Regions from separate parts of the Mustela erminea genome. Here all the other regions are linked to region 2. A link is a contact called in public Hi-C data. All regions are on one chromosome and are shown on one strand. Each heading gives the region's core, a stretch centred on a gene start, on an enhancer-like site or on the middle of the called end of the contact. The rest is flanking DNA. Distances are from core to core; before and after follow the strand shown. Region 1 holds the start of ZNF706 (zinc finger protein 706). Region 2 holds the start of YWHAZ (14-3-3 protein zeta/delta). Region 3 holds the start of PABPC1 (polyadenylate-binding protein 1).

Evidence for each region. A called contact is a pair of places that touch in the nucleus more often than the background predicts.
Region 1: a contact with region 2 is called in a Hi-C map of spleen, with 4 times the contacts expected there. The contact joins the promoter of ZNF706 here to the promoter of YWHAZ in region 2. A contact is called at or near these places in 3 of 3 Hi-C or Micro-C datasets (fibroblasts, skeletal muscle and spleen).
Region 3: a Hi-C map of skeletal muscle shows a contact between it and region 2, with 12 times the contacts expected there. The contact joins the promoter of PABPC1 here to the promoter of YWHAZ in region 2. A contact is called at or near these places in 3 of 3 Hi-C or Micro-C datasets (fibroblasts, skeletal muscle and spleen).

Annotation. Positions count from the first base shown.
Region 1 is chr16:49,423,753-49,426,823 of mMusErm1.Pri, reverse strand. It overlaps ZNF706 (zinc finger protein 706), which reads left to right and starts at 1,431. Exons shown (of 4, transcript XM_032316228.1): 1 at 1,431-1,543.
Region 2 is chr16:49,223,484-49,226,512 of mMusErm1.Pri, reverse strand. YWHAZ (14-3-3 protein zeta/delta) reads left to right here and starts at 1,615. Exons shown (of 6, transcript XM_032315551.1): 1 at 1,615-1,729.
Region 3 is chr16:49,054,119-49,057,408 of mMusErm1.Pri, reverse strand. It overlaps PABPC1 (polyadenylate-binding protein 1), which reads left to right and starts at 1,471. Exons shown (of 16, transcript XM_032315926.1): 1 at 1,471-1,920; 2 at 2,034-2,262. The coding sequence starts at 2,070.

The DNA of each region.
Region 1 (3,071 bases), core at 182-2,681, 200 kb before region 2:
ACTGGAGATAGAGAGCTACTGACATCAAAAGTGTACAGGACAGGGATATTGTCAAACATTCTACAATCCCTAGGACAGGCCCTCATAAAAACAAATGATCTAGCCCAGAGCATCTGTAGTGCCAAGGTTGAGAAACTCTACCAATGGAGGCAAGTTTTGATATATATGAACTTTCTCGAGACAACGTCCTTAGCTTTTCCCAAATTCTCAAAGGTGGTATAATGCAGAATTTTAAGAAACACTGACATAAATGGGTATTTCATATCGGCTGCAGTAACAAGCGGCATAGTAATACCACTTCACAGCAAGTGGTATTAGTTATGACTTATCTCAGCCCACTAAATCTCTCTGTCCCTTTCCAATGCCCGTGCTGATTCATGGCTAGACAGAGATGTTCGGATTTCCTGTGTCTAGACTGAGTACCTCATACTCTTATTAGCAGGTTAATGTAGCTATTATGGTTATGGTGACTCTTGATTTAAGCTAGAACTTTATGGTATGTCAAAAGTTTTGATTTCTTTAGATACCTCCAGTTCATCTGGTCAATATCCATTTAATCAGTGCCTACTATGTTTAGCACACCGCTAGGCTCTGGGCATAGAGTGATGAAAATGAGCTTGCAACTCAATACTGGAAAGGTATCAATAAAATTTAAACATATAACTTAAAACTGCAGTATGGGAGAGGTGTGAAAGGTAAAGGTGAGAAAGGCTGAAATGAGGATAAGGAAGGACTTAAAAACCAGATCATTGTATGCCACCCAAATGAGAAAAGCCGCTAACTCCTTTCCGGTTGTTCTAAACAATTCTGTAATCTCTATATCCCAGTCCTGCTCACTTGGGATACATATTTTAAACCAGCTTCTCCTGGGCACTGACATGCAAGTGGGAGAGTGGATGCTATCAGCAAAGTGAGAACGTCAGATGTAAAAGCTTCCCTTTCCTTGTTACTAATAAAATCAAATTGGAAACCAGTGTTGGGGGTGGGGGAGAGAAGGGCCGCAGTGAAATAGAATAAAGCCAAAGTCTGAAATGCCATTTGCAGGTATCAGCAGATTACAGACTCAGTTGTTCTTAATCACATACTGGAAGTTAGCGGTCATGGCCTGTAAATCATACAGAACCCCCCCCCCCAATTCAATTTAACCATTTCCAAATATTAGCAACTCTGTATGATGTTAGGATTCAGCTAAAACGGTCGGGGTACCCCAGCCAGCAACACTAAGACAAGCTGGAATCCTGAACTCACAACCCCCCCCCCCCATTGGTAAAAATAACCGGAGTTTCCGTGGGAACGGCACTGGGGGTTGGCCGGTGAGAGAACAAAGGCTGCGCGGCCCTATTAGGGTCCGCTGGGCCCGCTGGCCGCACTGGGGGCTGGGGTGGCGGCGGTGGTGCCTCCGGGTGGCTGGTTCCCCGGTACCCCACGCCGCGGCGGCGCTGGCGCACCTCTCCGGGCTGGTGCCCGGGCTGCTGCATAGGAGGGCGTCGGCGAGGAGGGAGGCGATAAAGGACGCGGGGACCGAGGCCGGGCCGCCGCCCTAGTGAGTGAGCTGGCAAGCGGCTTGTGAAACACGCCGCAGGCCGTCACCCAGCAGGACCGGGATCACGCGGCTCCCGGGGCCGGCCGAAGCCGCCGAGATAGAGCACGCGGGAGGGGAGGGGCGCCGGGGACAGAGGGCGACGTCCCCTGCAGTTTCCCTCTCGTAGGGGCCGCCGTCGCCGCCAGGCCCCGCCCCCTGACGCTTATGTAATAGGGGCGCGCTGCCATTGGCCCGCGCGACCGGAAAGGGCGCAGGCGTGCGAGCAGGGGAGGGGCGCGGGAGGCGGCCGCAGCAGGAAGGCGCGTGGGCGGCGAGAGCAGGCGGGCGCTGGGGCGACTGGGAGAGTTGCGCGGCGTGCGCGGGCACGAGCGTAGTGGCCTCCCCCGAGGCTGAGGCGGCGGCGGGCGCGCGCGGCGGCGGCGGCGGGTGCGAGGCGCGGGCTGTTGTGCTCTCCTCTTTCCCCTCCTTGGCGGGTGGAGGAGGCCGAAGCGGTGCTGGGCGCTCTCCCCGTTCCTCTCCCTGCGGCCACCTCCCCCGGCCCTCTCGCGCTGCGCGGTCTCTCCGACGCAAGACTGTCCCGGCCCGGGTGAGCGGCTGTGGGGGCGGCGCTGACGCCGCAGGACGTCCGGGAGCCGGGGTGGGGGCCTGGCGGCGGGGTCGCGGCGGGTCGCGAGGGGCCGCCGGCCTCCCCGCCTCCCAGGCGGCGGCCGGGCCCGTCTTGTCCCGGCGCGGGCCGCGGGCTGGAGGGAGAACTCGGGCGCCTGCCAGGCCCTGCAGGTGGCCGGGTTGCAGGCCGCCGGCGGCCGTGGCGCGGAGCGGTAACCTTACCCCTTGGCGACAGCAGCTGGTCGGTTTCTCGAGGCCGGGGCTCCCCGCGGCCGAAGAGGCCGGGTTTGGGGCAGCCAGAGCCTCCGGGAGGCGCGTCTCGGGCCGGGGTCGGTGAGGAGTGGCGGGTAGGTGGGGGCTGCGTGGCCGGACCGAGGAAGGGGCTCCCCGACGCGGGAGAGGCGGGCTGGGAAGGGAAGGTGGGCCGGGCTGCCGCTGGGGTTGTTTAAGTGTTGGGCGAAATAGATCTTACTCCCGGTGCTTTCCTCTTCCCTCCCCGAAAGGATGTAGTTAAAAGCTAGGGTCAGGATGTTGATCACTGCCTGGGCCTCCTCGTTTCAGATAGTTACGGAGAATGATCCTACTTCCTGAATCCCAAATCTTTTTTTACTCAGTTGTTTTTGGTTTTGAGAGGATCTTTGGAGGCAATACTTACTTGTTGCCTCCTGTAAGAGCTCTTCATTTTAGAACTCTATTCTTCTCCTTCCCTCTTTGCAGCCCTCTAAGCCACACTAAGAGTTACATTTTTAAAAACCTGCGTTTAAGGTGTTTGTAAAATGACTTGTTGGCCCTCAGTTGTGTATAATCAAGAAGTGCTTAAGAGTTTGTAGAAAATTCGATTGGCCTGAGAGTAATCCCAGAGTTGAGCTGTCCAAAAGCAGGTGGCTTGTTCGTTTGCATTTCTGCTTTCAGAAAGGAAATC
Region 2 (3,029 bases), core at 366-2,865:
CATTGGGGAGGTAGGTGGAGAGATGGGGGAAATAGGGAATAGGCATTAAAGAGTACACTTACTGAGATAAGGGGGAAATGATTTTCAAAAAGGATTTTTTTGGAAAACTCAGGCCAAAATGGCGTTTGCAAAGAGGTGGTAGGAACAGTTTTGAGTTTTCATTGCTAACTATATAAACTCTAGAGAACTTTTGCAACTGATTTTGCAGGTCACTAATCTTTTCGTAGCTCTAACGTTCAAAGGGAGAAGAGGCAGAGGCATTTTACACTGTGCGTGTCTCTCTCTGAACTTCCTTAAGTTGACTGGGTGGAGGCTCTACCGTTTTAGGCTGGCCCGTTGGTAGGCACCTGCAATTTCCGCTCCTCTTTCCCCCTCTTCCTGGCTCCACTGCCAGCTGGGTCAACGGGGGCCCTGGGAAATACCACACCCCTCAAACCTTGCTTCAGGAGAAAACAGGTAATGATCTTTATGTTTTAAATCACTGCAACATGAACTCTTCCAGTGGATGCTTTATTTGGATAGAAAAATCTAATCTACGAGGAACGATCCAACCTGTTCTTTGCTCAGGCCTCCACCATCCCCGGAGCCCTCCGTCTAAGGCTGCCGTTTCCCCGCGGGAGCTGAAAACGGCGGCCTCTCCTTCCAGGCCTCACCTCCCACCAGCTCCGCCCCAGCCGACCCACCTCACCCCCACTTCGCGCCCCCATTGTCCCCTTCGCAGCTGTCACTGCGCACGGATCCGGAGTCCCCGATTGGAAAACTTTCCCGTCACTCAGCCCATATACTCCAGGGCCAGACTCCTCACTCTCTCTTCCGAGCCTTAAAAGGTCTAAGGCCGCTTTCCTCCAGCCGGCAGGTAAAGCTGCCGCGGAAGGGAGGAAGGGAGGGGCCGCGCGCTCAGGTAGGCCCCGCCTGGCGACGGGGTGAGGCGGACTGGGGGTAGCGCGCCACACCGCCTCTCCTCGACCGTCTGACCGCGCCCTCCCCCGCCACCCCCAAAATCCTGATCACAATGCCAGAGCGGCGGAGCCACTCGCGTAATGCAGCCCCAGGACGGCCCAGGAGGCAGTTACCACCGCGAAGCACGGAGGGCGGGGCGGGTCAGGGCGCGGGGAGGGGGGGGGGGGGGGGGGATGTGAAAGGTCCCGGATGTTGCTGAACCGGAGCCCCTTCTAGAGGGAGTGACTGGCGCAGGCGCAGGAGGGCCGCAGGGAAAGCTAAGGTGGGGGTGGGGAGGAATTTCCTTGCTGGTTTAGAGGAAGAGTGAGTCTGTAGAGGTTGCGGGGGATTCAAGAAGGCGAGGTAGGAAGGCACTGGTAGGAAGGAGAAAAAAAAAAAAGGGAAGGCGCTTCCTGCCCAGGCTCACTCTCCCAAGAGCAGAGAAGTTGGGAGCTGAGCGGGGTAGGGAGGAGCGTTGGTAGCGGGAGAAGTGGTACGCTCCTCCGCTCGCCCTCTAGCGCGGGCGGGCAGGACGCGCGCGCTAGGGAGCGGCGGTTGCACTGGGCCCCCAGAGCTGTGGGCACCAATCAACGGTTGCCATAGCAGCGTTTGACGTCATCGTGCGTGTGGTGCCCCTGCTGTCGGGGCTGGTGATTGGAGGAAACCCCGTGTCTGCGGAGCCGCTGTAGCCTGTGAGCAGCGAGATCTACGGACAGAGTCTCAGCCTCGCCGCTGCCGCCCGGAGACTGCTGAGCCCCCGTCCGTCCGCCGCCACCCACTCGGGACACAGGTAAGGGACCCGGCCGCCGCCACCTAGTCCCATTCCTTCCTTCCCCAGACCAACCTTCCAAAAGCCTAAGGGCCGTCCCCGCTCCACAGCCCCTCAGCCCCGCTCGCCCGGCGGTAGCGGCGCTGGGCTGAGGCGGAGTCTCCTCAGGCGGAGACGGGCGGCGGCTTTTCCGCTGGGTTCGGGCGGGCGGCTCGCGGCTGCCTAGGGCTACTTGCTTCCGGACCGATGTCTTGGCCCCGATAAGCGCCGGTTCCCAGCCCCCGTCCCCGGGCTGGAAAGGGCGCCCACACGCGAGATCCCCGGGGACCCGCCCGGTCGCCGGCTCCCGGGGGTGACCGAGGCTCCTCTGGGCGCATTCGGTTCCCACCCGCGCCCCCTCCTCGTCGCCGACCCGCTCCCGCCCGAGATAATGACTTGGCGACTGCGGGCATTGCAGTGGCGCAGGTGAGGCCGCCCCCTCCCCTCGCGGCCCTCCCCTCCCCCTGCTTCTCCCGCTCGCTGCTCCGCGCAGCCTCCGCGCCCCGCGCTGCGGCGACGGCACCCAGCCCTCCCCCACCCGGGCGGCGGCGCGTTAGCAGGGCCGGGCCTGGGGACCGGGCCGCGAGCCGAGGCCGTCCCGGAGGCGCCCGCCAGGTACTCTAGGGCGAGGCCTCGTTTCTGGCACGAGGGGGAGCCGGCTCTGGGGTGGGGCTGGCCTGGGACCTGGGGCCGAATTTCCTGGGTTCCTTGGCGGGGTGGGGGATGGGGCTCAGGGTTTTTTTTTTCTTTCTTTCTTTCTTGTTTTTTTTTTTTTTCCCTCCCCCTCACCTCATGGTGAGTGGGGTCTCCGATTCCTGGTGGGGATAGAGAAGAGAATGGGGGAAGGCGGTGGATCGGCGTCTGGCTCGCCTGCCCGGTGGGCTTGAACGGGAGGGTCGGCTTTTTAGACGGTGTCCCCCTCACGGGGCGGGTGAGGCTGAGCGTAACAGCCGGCGGTGGCCCAGCTCGCCTGGGTGTGGCTCTTGTCCCCTCCCCCACCTGCTGCAGCTGTCGGGTCCCTACAACCTAAATGAGCACCAGTGGTGTCCGGTGGCGGAGGAGACGCGGGTGGGAGAGTGGGGTGTGTCCGCCGCCCCGCGGGTCGTGGTTCCGCTTCTGCGGGCGGCGCTGGCGTCTCTGCCCCCGGGGCGGGCGAGCGGCTCCCCCCTCCCTTCCCCCGGCTCGGGCGGGGGCGCGCTGCTCCTCCCTCTTGCTCTGGTGGGGGGAATTAACACTCGGCAGTAGGTTGGGCTCCTTGACACAGATCCGCCATGACAAAGAG
Region 3 (3,290 bases), core at 222-2,721, 170 kb after region 2:
AGCACTTATGTGGGATTCCAGTGGTTTAAATTTTAATTAAATGACAATAAAGCACCCAGTCCACAGCTGGCAATGTATCTGACATGCATTTAAGTTTATTGAATTAAAGAATGAATTGGGCAATCATTTAGCTTGAGACTGCTCCCTTAACAGTAAAATAAAGTTATTACTAGGTGCTCCACCACCCACACAAGATTGCGGTAGGGAACAAATGATAGGATGTTTATGCAAGTGCTTTAGAAACTGTAAAGTACATTACTACTTTAAAGTGGGGATTTGTATGCTGACTTGATATCATTCCTATAAACTGGTATTTTCTAATGGCCATCAATTTAATAAATTTAGCATTTTTGCTGAAGTCCACAACTAATGTATAAAATTGTTTTAAACATTTGTAATACTGCATTGAAACTATCCCTAATTTTGCCTGCTTGCAGGTCCGTGGTGCTATGTACAACTGTGAGACTCATACTTGAAGAAAAAAGAATTTTTTTGAGTCCCGTTTTCTACCTCTGAGAAATCGCAAGTAGAAATTGCACGAATCAAAGATTCCAACCTAACAGCTTAAGTTAATAGTGATCACAACACTTTAAAAAGGGAAGCGTACAAAGACCCCGAAAACAGCCTTCCCAATTAAAGCCACTTTGACTAACGACAGGGTCTGGTGGAGACCGAGAACAGCGCAGGTCTCGGAAACCTTGGGAGAGAAGCCCAAGAATTCGTCCCCTCCCCCCTTCTACTGGAAGCACCGCGGAGCGGCGACCGGGGTGCAGCGCCGGGACGGTTGGGGGTCCCCGAGCCAGCAGCCAGGACCCGCGGCCAGTTCGGGTCACCGAGCGCCGCGGCCGTTGGGGACTCCAGCTCTCAGCAGGCACCGCTTCTGCGGCCGACGCGCGTGGCGGCGCTGCCCGCTGGGAGTCGTAGTGCGGTCCGGGTAGGAGAAAAAGGAGCCAACCCGGCTCCTTTCACGCACATTACGGAAACTGGGCCTGGAAGGGACCACTCCAGCCCACCCGTGCTCAGGGTCCCTAAGGGACAGGGGCGAGTGGAGCAGGGCAGGCCGTGGCGGGAAGAGGCCCGGACGGCCGTGCACGTGGGGGGTGGTTAGCGCCGAGGAACCCGGAAGCCCCGCGCACCGCCCACCGCCGCGGTGACGGGTTAACGCTTCTCCCGGGTGGAGGTGGGGGCGGGGTGTGTGGAAGGAGAGGCCGTCCCACCCGACTCCTCTCAGACCCACTAGCGAGCCAGCCCTCCCCTCCCCCACGAGCTCTACGCAGCGCAGACCCCGCCCCCCGGCCGCGGCGCGTGCGCAGGAGCCCCGCCCCTCCGCTCCAGCCCCACCCCCACACCCGCTGCAGCCGCCGCCGCCACCTCTCCCTTCCTCTCTGCTCTTTCCTCCTCCTGTTTTCTCTTCCCTCCTCCCCCTCGCCTCCTTTTCTCCTCCTCCTCCGGCGCTGACGCTCGCGTATGGTCCTGGCGTCAGACGCGCGGGGGCGGGGCGAGTGCGGCGGGGGGTATAAGTAGAGGGTGCAGGAGGCGGTGCTTCCCCTTCTCCCCGGCGGTTAGTGCTGAGAGTGCGGAGTGTGTGCTCCGGGCTCGGAACACACATTTATTATTAAAAAAATCCAAAAAAAATCTAAAAAAATCTTTTAAAAAACCCAAAAAAAATTTACAAAAAATCCGCGTCTCCCCCGCCGGAGACTTTTATTTTTTTTTCTTCCTCTTTTATAAAATAACCCGGTGAAGCAGCCGAGACCGACCCGCCCGCCCGCCCGCGGCCCCGCAGCAGCTCCAAGAAGGAACCAAGAGACCGAGGCCTTCCCGCTGCCCGGACCCGACACCGCCACCGCCACCCTTGCTTCCCAGCCGGCAGCCAGCAGCCAGCAGCCAGCGGCAGCCGATCGACCCCGTTCTGCGGCCGTTGAGTAGTTTTCGATTCCGGTTGATTTTTGTCCCTCTGCGCTTGCCCCCGCTCCCCTCCCCCCGGCTCCGGCCCCCGGCCCCAGCACTCGCTCTCCTCCTCTCACGGAAAGGTCGCGGCCTGTGGCCCTGCGGGCAGCCGTGCCGAGATGAACCCCAGCGCCCCCAGCTACCCCATGGCCTCCCTCTACGTGGGGGACCTACACCCCGACGTGACCGAGGCGATGCTCTACGAGAAGTTCAGCCCGGCCGGGCCCATCCTCTCCATCCGGGTCTGCAGGGACATGATCACCCGCCGCTCCTTGGGCTACGCGTATGTGAACTTCCAGCAACCGGCGGACGGTGAGAGCCGGGCCCGGCGGGCTGGCGGGCGGGCGGCCATGAGGCGCAGGCGGCGGCAGGCGGGCTAGGCCGGCGGGCCCGGGGGAGGGGACGGGCGGGCATGTCACCCCCTGAGGGCCGGCGGGGAGAGGCTTGGGCTCCGGGACCCCCGCTTCCCGTGCCCGCGGGGACCCGCGCTGCCGGCAGCCGCACGCCTGGCCACTTCCTCCTTTGCGACCATTTTCTCGGCCTCAGCCGCTCTCAAACTTTAGGGTGATGACGCGCCGGGAGGGTTGGGGAGATTGGGTTCTTCCACCGCGCTCCCGCCAGTAGCCGCGGGCTTCCGGGGCGTCGGGAGCCGAGCCCCCTTCTCTGGTAATAGGTGGAGGCGCTCCCACCACCCCGGGCTCCTGCCGGCGCCCCAGGACGCGGAGGAAGTGCGATTCGGTGCTCAAAAAATACCACGTGTTGAACCCTGTAACCTCACAGGCCCGAGGCCTGTCTCTGCTACTGGCCCAATCGCCTGGGGGAGCCACAGGGCCTTAGGATAAAGTTAATTTGGTGATGTGGTGGTCCTCAGGTTTCTGATTCCATTCTTAATAACTTGACAGTAACCGATGGCTCTAGAAACGTAGATTACCGATGAGAAGCGCATTTGGGGTTTTCCCCGAGTTCAGGCATTTCTCACTAATACTAACAGCAGGTTGGTGGGAGCAGAGGGTGTGGAGGATGACCCTTTGGAAATGCACTGTTTTCTCAGGCATTGTAGGTTATTGGAGGTTTTTTTATCCAAATTAGATTCGTAATACTGGTAATACACAATGTTTCTTCCCTTCTGAAATAGTTCTGTGCTTTCGAGAGGATCCCCCCCCCAAATGTAATCAAATTTTGGCTGTAAACTTCGAGTGTAGTGTGGACTGGACCATTATACTTCTTGGCCTTCAGTAGTAAAGGTTTCTTTTTTTTTTTAAAGTGGTCTGAATATCCGTATGTCATGGGTAATTGAACAAAATAACAGTACTAATTCACGGAGGAAAAAATGTGGCTAA